Linked DNA regions of Danio rerio: region 1 is linked to region 2. Evidence: chromatin contacts called from public Micro-C data. All regions are on one chromosome and are shown on one strand. Each heading gives the region's core, a stretch centred on a gene start, on an enhancer-like site or on the middle of the called end of the contact. The rest is flanking DNA. Distances are from core to core; before and after follow the strand shown. Region 1 holds the start of trnt1 (tRNA nucleotidyl transferase, CCA-adding, 1). Region 2 holds the start of glyctk (glycerate kinase).

Region 1 (3,427 bases), core at 702-3,201, 210 kb before region 2:
ACCACCTGACAATGAGTAAATAGTGAGCACATTTTCATTTTGGGGTGAACTATACCTTTAAGAAAGCAAGCATGCGTTGATGGTGACACCTAGTGGCTATAAAGTGTAAACGCTATAAAACATTGTTGATAAAAGGAAACATTGCATGTGATAACCTGAACATAAATAGTATACATGATTTGAGTGTGAAATAATACATGTTAATAAAATGTAATAGTAATAATTGCAATGGAAAGCTTGACAATAATTAACAGAGTTTTTTTAAACAGAGTAAAAAACAGGGTTAATAGATGTTATTATACTAACCACGAGTCAATCAAGTTATTGCTACACCAAATTTGATTTAACCAAGTTTTTTTATAGTATAACGTATGTTTTAAAAATATGCACTAACATTTATAACAACACTCATTTTTGTGAGAGCTGTATAATTGTGAAATGACTATGACAAAATACTGTCATGACCTTTGCTCATAAGTGTCATGTGATAAAACCCTTAAATATTGTTCAGTCTTAGCAACTAGTTATAATATTAGAGACAAACCATCATCTCTTGGACATTAAACTGGCTTACAAACTTAAACACAGCTGCCCATATATCAACACAGCCATGTCTGTCAGGATCAACTAGCTATATTTAGGTAGAAATAACATCATGTTCTATATTGGACAGATGGGAAAACAATTTTAAAAGTTTATCACTTAAAAACAGCATGAAATACACAACATGCAATACCCATAAAATAAAACACCATACAGTGGAGATTGCAATATTGTGTACCATGGGATTTACAATGCAAAACTATTGGAAATATGTTATACATCGCAGTTTAACAACAAAAGTAGAACTAAATGCATTGCCATGTTAGTTTGTGCTCAAATACAGCCTATATTTAAAGCTCACTGTTCTCGCGATACTTTCCGCAATCCGATATTTGTGTTTAAGTTCACATTGAATGTTACAAATACTACTTTAATATTGTTTTTATAGAATTTCTGCATGTAAGACGCTGTGCAAAGGACTTACCCTACAACCAGGAATACAAGTATAGCTACCACCAGATAGTTGGTTTGATAGTACAGGAGGTTGCTGACCACTCTGTTGTTCCATTTCGCCAAATCTCGTGTATCTGGTTTGCCGAAGCGATCTGAGCCGGGATAGAAATCATCCCAGCCTCTCAAAGGAGCGATTTCCACTTTAGCCATTTATTCAGACTGTGCGGATGCCGACAGCTGCTCTGAATGTAAGCAACAGCCTGTCACTTCCGTCCTCTCGCCAGCAGCATGCGCTTTGGCTTTAAATGGGAGGTTACTTCAGATGTAAACAAATGATCAGCAAAAATGATCGCGTTTGAATATTAGGGACTTAATCTAATCATGCAGATAAGGATTCTTATTATCACACAGTGTACGATATACTGGCTGATTGAATTATAAAGTAAACTAGTGATTAACGAGTGAAACGTTTGCGCTATGGCAAGCTGTTTTAACATTTAATCGCTGCTAATATATTTTCATGCTGCTAGCTGCTAGTTTATTTCAACTATTCGGTTTTTAGTGTATTCCAAGTATGAGAAGTGCATGCTGTTTTTAGTAGACTAGTAGTTTTATGCTAGTTTTTTTTACGCTATTCATAGGTAGCCTATCGCTAATAGCTCAAGATGTCAGTGCTTATATTAGATACAAACTCATTCAGTTTCTTACCAAGGCTACTAACGTAAGAATAGTTACTCTATATAATGAAACAAATACATTTGCAAATACAAAGGATTATTTTCAACAAGTGCAAAATAATGATTAAGTTATACTACGATCTAATAAATAAGAACTAGTATCTACTAAAAATGTAAGTATATAGATTATATGTTAAAATGGCTTGCCATAACTGTAGCATGCTGGATGGGCGACTGAAAAAAAAAATAAAAGTGCTCAGTTTTCATTGGACGATCTTGTTATTACGCAAGTGTCCCGGAAGCAGTTGGCCACGCCCTTACGTGAATGTCTGTCATGGCTGCTCGCAGCGTGAGTGAAACTACCGATGTGCTAAAATAGCATCTGGTGTTTTCCTAAGGTGAATAAATATTAACTGTTGTGAGTCATGTTTGATAAATGCTTAGCATCGCCATAAGTATAATAGGTGTTAAATAATAGTAATGCCTAGCATCTTGAAAACTAGCATTGGAGTTGAAAAGTCTGGAAGATAATTACTGAACATTCAACGTTATAGGTATTTAGCATGTATCATTAACATTAATTCAGTGGCATGTGAAATTTACAGATAACGACTCTCTTGTTTTAAGGTCCACCGATGTGGGCTAAATTATTTCTACGCCCTTCGTTTGTCAACCGGGTTCATCTCACGTGGAGTTGCAGGGCTTTATTGACGATGCAGCTGAAAACTAAAGAGTTTGAGTCTTTATTTACCGACGGACTCGTTGGTCTTGCTGGTAAGCTCACTTTATAAATGTCATTGGTAAAAACACGGTGTTAATACTTCATGACAAATAATAATTGCACCAGTGAGTTGTTTGGGCACATCTACTCACACTTTGTTGCTAACGATACCACAAAGCTTATTCATTCATTCATTCATTCATTTAGGGCTTTATTAATCAGGGGTTGCCACAGTGAAATTAACCGCCAACTTATCCGTCATATATTTTATGCAGCGGATGCCCTCCCAGTCGCAACCCAGAAACACCCATACACTCTTGCATTCACACACATACAGTACACTACAGACAATTTAGCTTATTAAATTCACCTATACCACATGTCTTTGGACTTGTGGGGGAAAACGGAGCACCAGGAGGAAACCCATGCAAAACGGGAAGCATAAACGGTTGGCACAAATGGCAACTGATCCAGCCAGGGCTCAAACCAGCGGCTTTCTTGCTGTGAGGCGACAGTTTTAACCACTGAGCCACCGTGTTACCCTAATTCATTCAGTTTTGTGCAAACATTTGAATCTTTAACATTGTCATGTACCTCACAACTTAATTAGTGCAAACATATCCAAAACATGCCATATTTATTTGATATCTAGAAATATTTCAAAAGAACCAGTTTGAGCTGAGGATTGCCGGGGGTGCGGTGCGGGACCTTCTGTCTGGAAAACGGCCTGAAGATGTGGATTTTGCCACAACAGCCACTCCAGAGGAGATGAAGAGCATGTTCCAGACAGCAGGAGTCCGCATGATCAACAATAAAGGAGAGAAACATGGCACCATTACTGCCAGGGTGAGGTGAAGCATAGGTTCTAGTTCTTCAATGAATTCTGATGTCCACATGTCAACGTAATGACTCTAAATGTGCCAATTTCTGCATAATATAGCTTCATGAGGAGAACTTTGAAGTGACCACATTGCGAGTGGATGTCCAGACTGATGGACGGCATGCAGAAGTGGAGTTTACCACTGATTGGCAG
Region 2 (3,454 bases), core at 400-2,899:
TGTCCTTTTTTTCATTGTGTTAATCAAAAAAATAAAAAAATAAATCAAGGGTGTCACCGTGGAGCAGTGGGTAGCACGATTGCCTCGCAACAAGAATGTCGCTGGTTCAAGCCTCGGCTGGGTCAGTTGGAATTTCTGTGTTGAATTTGTATGTTCTCCCCGTTTTCTCCCTGTTTGCGTTGACTTCCTCCAGGTGCCCCGGTTTACCCCACAAGTCCAAATACATATAGTATAGGTGAATTTGGTAAGCTAAAATTGTCTGTAGTGTATGAGTGTGTATGGATGTTTCCCAGTTATGGGTTGCAGCTGGAAGAACATACCACTGTGTAACACATATGCTGGATAAGATGGTGGTTTATTCTGCTGTGGTGGCCCCAGATTAATAAAGGGACTAAGCGGAAAAGAAAAGAATGAATGAAAAAAAAATCTATTTGTTGCTTCAAAACTTTAACTAAATCATTTTGAGCTGTCCTAACCCATTAAAGACATTAATAAAATTGGGTGCATTTTTGTAGCGAATGCAATAAAACACTGTGTACATAAGACAGTAACAAACATTTACTCAACATAAATATTTGTAGATGAGTCATTTCTCTAAAGATGATAACTGATTTCTCACAAGGCAAGTCATTTAGGGCCTTGTTTTTTTCCTGTATCTTCCTTGAATAATTCAACTAGACATTTATAAGCATGTAAATGACCATACAGTTATTTTGGTACCTGTGAACAAGTGCTTGTTGTGATATTGGTACTCTTCTCCCCATGGGTGTGATTAACAGATGGAGCTGGGAGACTCTGATAACAGGAAGGATGATGTCATACCCAGTATGACTCTGACACCTCCGCTGTTTTGGTGACACAAAAATAGGCTAACTGTGAAGTTTGACAATGTTTGTGTATATTTTGTCGTGTACTTTCATATTTCATGTTTTATACTAATATGTGTTTTATGGACTTAGTCTAGTTTAGCTAACCTATTGAATGCTGCCACCTTTTGAAGAAACTTTGTCATTGCCTTTTCAGAACTGGCAACGGAGTTACACGCAGCTAATCATCATTGAAATATAGCCTCGTGCTGATGCAGCATTTTTTTACTAATTGAAGGCCACTTTGTTTTAAACTTGGACACGCCAGTGTGTGACGCCAAGCGAAGTACTGAGGTAACTTTACGCTGTTCGTGGTAAACATTTACTTTTAGGCAAATTAAATGCAGAAACGAGTCAGAGTTCCTAAGTTATAACTAATTATACTTGTGCAAAACGTGGTTAATTGGCTTTTCTTATAAATTTGTATTGGTATAATTACGTCGTTTACTCGTGAATCGTAAATAAATCTTGAAAATGATTCTTTTCCTACTGACTCGTTTTCCCTGTTAAGATTGACTGTTGTTCCAGCCAATAGTATTCGAGTGTCAGCTGCGAACCAGCATCCAATTGGTTAGTTCCACTGTACGAACTCGCCTCTTTTGCTGAACGAGTCGGGGTTTTAAATGATTTGTTTATATAAAAGATTCGTTCAAAACAGAGGGTTGGTGCAGCACCGAACTACGCGTTTTGTTTTGAGCTGTTGCCAGATTGATCGAGAGGGGTTTATTCAGTTTGTCACGTGAGTCAATCTTGTTCAAAACAAGAGGAGAAGGGGCGGATGCGTTATGAATGTGTAAAAGCATGACACGACTCATACACAAATTAAAGTGACGTCAAGACGCGTCCTATCCAAAGTTCTGCGATATTAGTCTTGTTTTGTTTACTATAGCTGCGGTAGCCTGAGGTTGAGTGTGGAGAGAAAATGGAGGTACATGTTTTTGTTTGTTGCCATTTGTGGTGAATTGTGCTTGTTTTGCAGTTTGGTCTATTAGGGTGGCGAGTCCATAGATGTTTAACACTGACCAGGACATTGACTGGACTTTAACAGAAATATCACAAGACTATTGTACAACCCCTCTGTTGTTTTGGGATTGACCCTTAATGAATCCGTAAACCGCTAAACTGACTTGTTCTGAAACTACTCTCTGCCCTATGGTCAACTGTAGTCAATCATTACTCACTCAGCACACAGCCTCTAGTGTAAGGCAATTCTCTAAAGTTTTCAGTTCATAAAAGAGCTTCAGGATTACCAGCAGTGTGCAGGTACATTTTTAAGTGGAAAATGTTGGAACTTTGTTTAAGATATAATATTTAGGATTCAATTGTTATTATTTATTTACATACAAATGTACTATGTGATTTAAACATAATTTTGTTTCTAGCTGTCCATCACTGGTCATTTAGTTGGAGATGGCTGTCTTGAAATAATTTTTTATTGTTGTTTTTTTTGGTTGTGAGCATAGCCTACACAGCTTAAGAGGTTTAAGGATGAATGTATAATTATATTCAGTTAAATGTATTTGTTTCATATATAGACTAATAATATGTTACGTTTATATAGCACTCAAAGTGCTTTACATATTTACAGAAAATTGAATCAATACTTTAAAATTGTTGCAGTTGCCTCGGTTATTTTCATTTTACAGTATTTTGAGTACAATTCTTTTTCCACATAACACAAAATATTAACTGTTGTTTCAGGTGATGGAAGATATTTAAATTCATTCATTCATTTTCTTTTCGGCTTAATCCCTTTATTAATCTGGCGTCGCCATAGCAGAATGAACCGCCAACTTTTCCAGCATATGTTTTATGCAGCTCTTCCAGCTGCAACCCATCACTGGGAAACATACATACATACACATTCACACACATACACTACAGACGATTTAGCACACTCAATTCACCTGCACAGCATGTCTTTGGACAGTGGGAAAAACTCTAGCACTTGGAGGAAACCCACACAAACACAGGGAGAACATGCAAACTCCACACAGAAATGCCAACTGACCCAGCCAAGGCTTGAACCAGAGACCTTCTTGCTGTGAGGCAATCATGCTACCCACTCCGCCACTGTGTCACCTGGAAAATATTTATATTTATATATAAATAGATTAGGGTTACAGATTTTGGTATCCTCTCGTCTGTCTTTACATTGGAGCAATATGCTTTTTAGAAAATTATTATATTTTAAATAATACATTTTGTTTTTTATCTTTATTAATAGATTGCATTAATTATTTATACTACTAGTCAAAAGTTGAGATGATAACCATTTTCAAGGTTTACCATAGATTGGAAAAGTCAAGGTCTTAAAACCACCAACATTTTCTGCTATACTGTTCCTATGGTATGTGTAAGATTTTTTTTAGGATAACAGTATCTCCAGCAGAAAAGATATCCAAAGATGCCATTTTAAATCGTTAAGAAATCTGTGTTTTTGAAACTAATGATGACAGCAGAAGTCAAAGATTCATTTTATTTTAGCCTAACCTGTTCACTGCTCCAAAATATTGTAAATGTATCTTAAAATAAAACATATTGTGATCAAAAGGGTAAAATGTTTTTGTTTTTTACCCAGACATATA

What was found. A called contact is a pair of places that touch in the nucleus more often than the background predicts.
Region 1: a contact with region 2 is called in a Micro-C map of caudal fin, with 2.5 times the contacts expected there. The contact joins the promoter of trnt1 here to the promoter of glyctk in region 2. A contact is called at or near these places in 2 of 18 Hi-C or Micro-C datasets (caudal fin and hematopoietic stem cells).

Annotation. Positions count from the first base shown.
Region 1 is chr6:45,778,497-45,781,923 of GRCz12tu, reverse strand. trnt1 (tRNA nucleotidyl transferase, CCA-adding, 1) reads left to right here and starts at 1,951. Exons shown (of 8, transcript NM_001002159.2): 1 at 1,951-2,071; 2 at 2,301-2,447; 3 at 3,047-3,240; 4 at 3,335-3,427. The coding sequence starts at 2,309. It overlaps arl6ip5a (ADP-ribosylation factor-like 6 interacting protein 5a), which reads right to left and starts at 1,274. Exons shown (of 3, transcript NM_001006096.1): 1 at 1,028-1,274. The coding sequence starts at 1,206.
Region 2 is chr6:45,572,160-45,575,613 of GRCz12tu, reverse strand. It overlaps glyctk (glycerate kinase), which reads left to right and starts at 1,649. Exons shown (of 5, transcript NM_001077388.2): 1 at 1,649-1,794.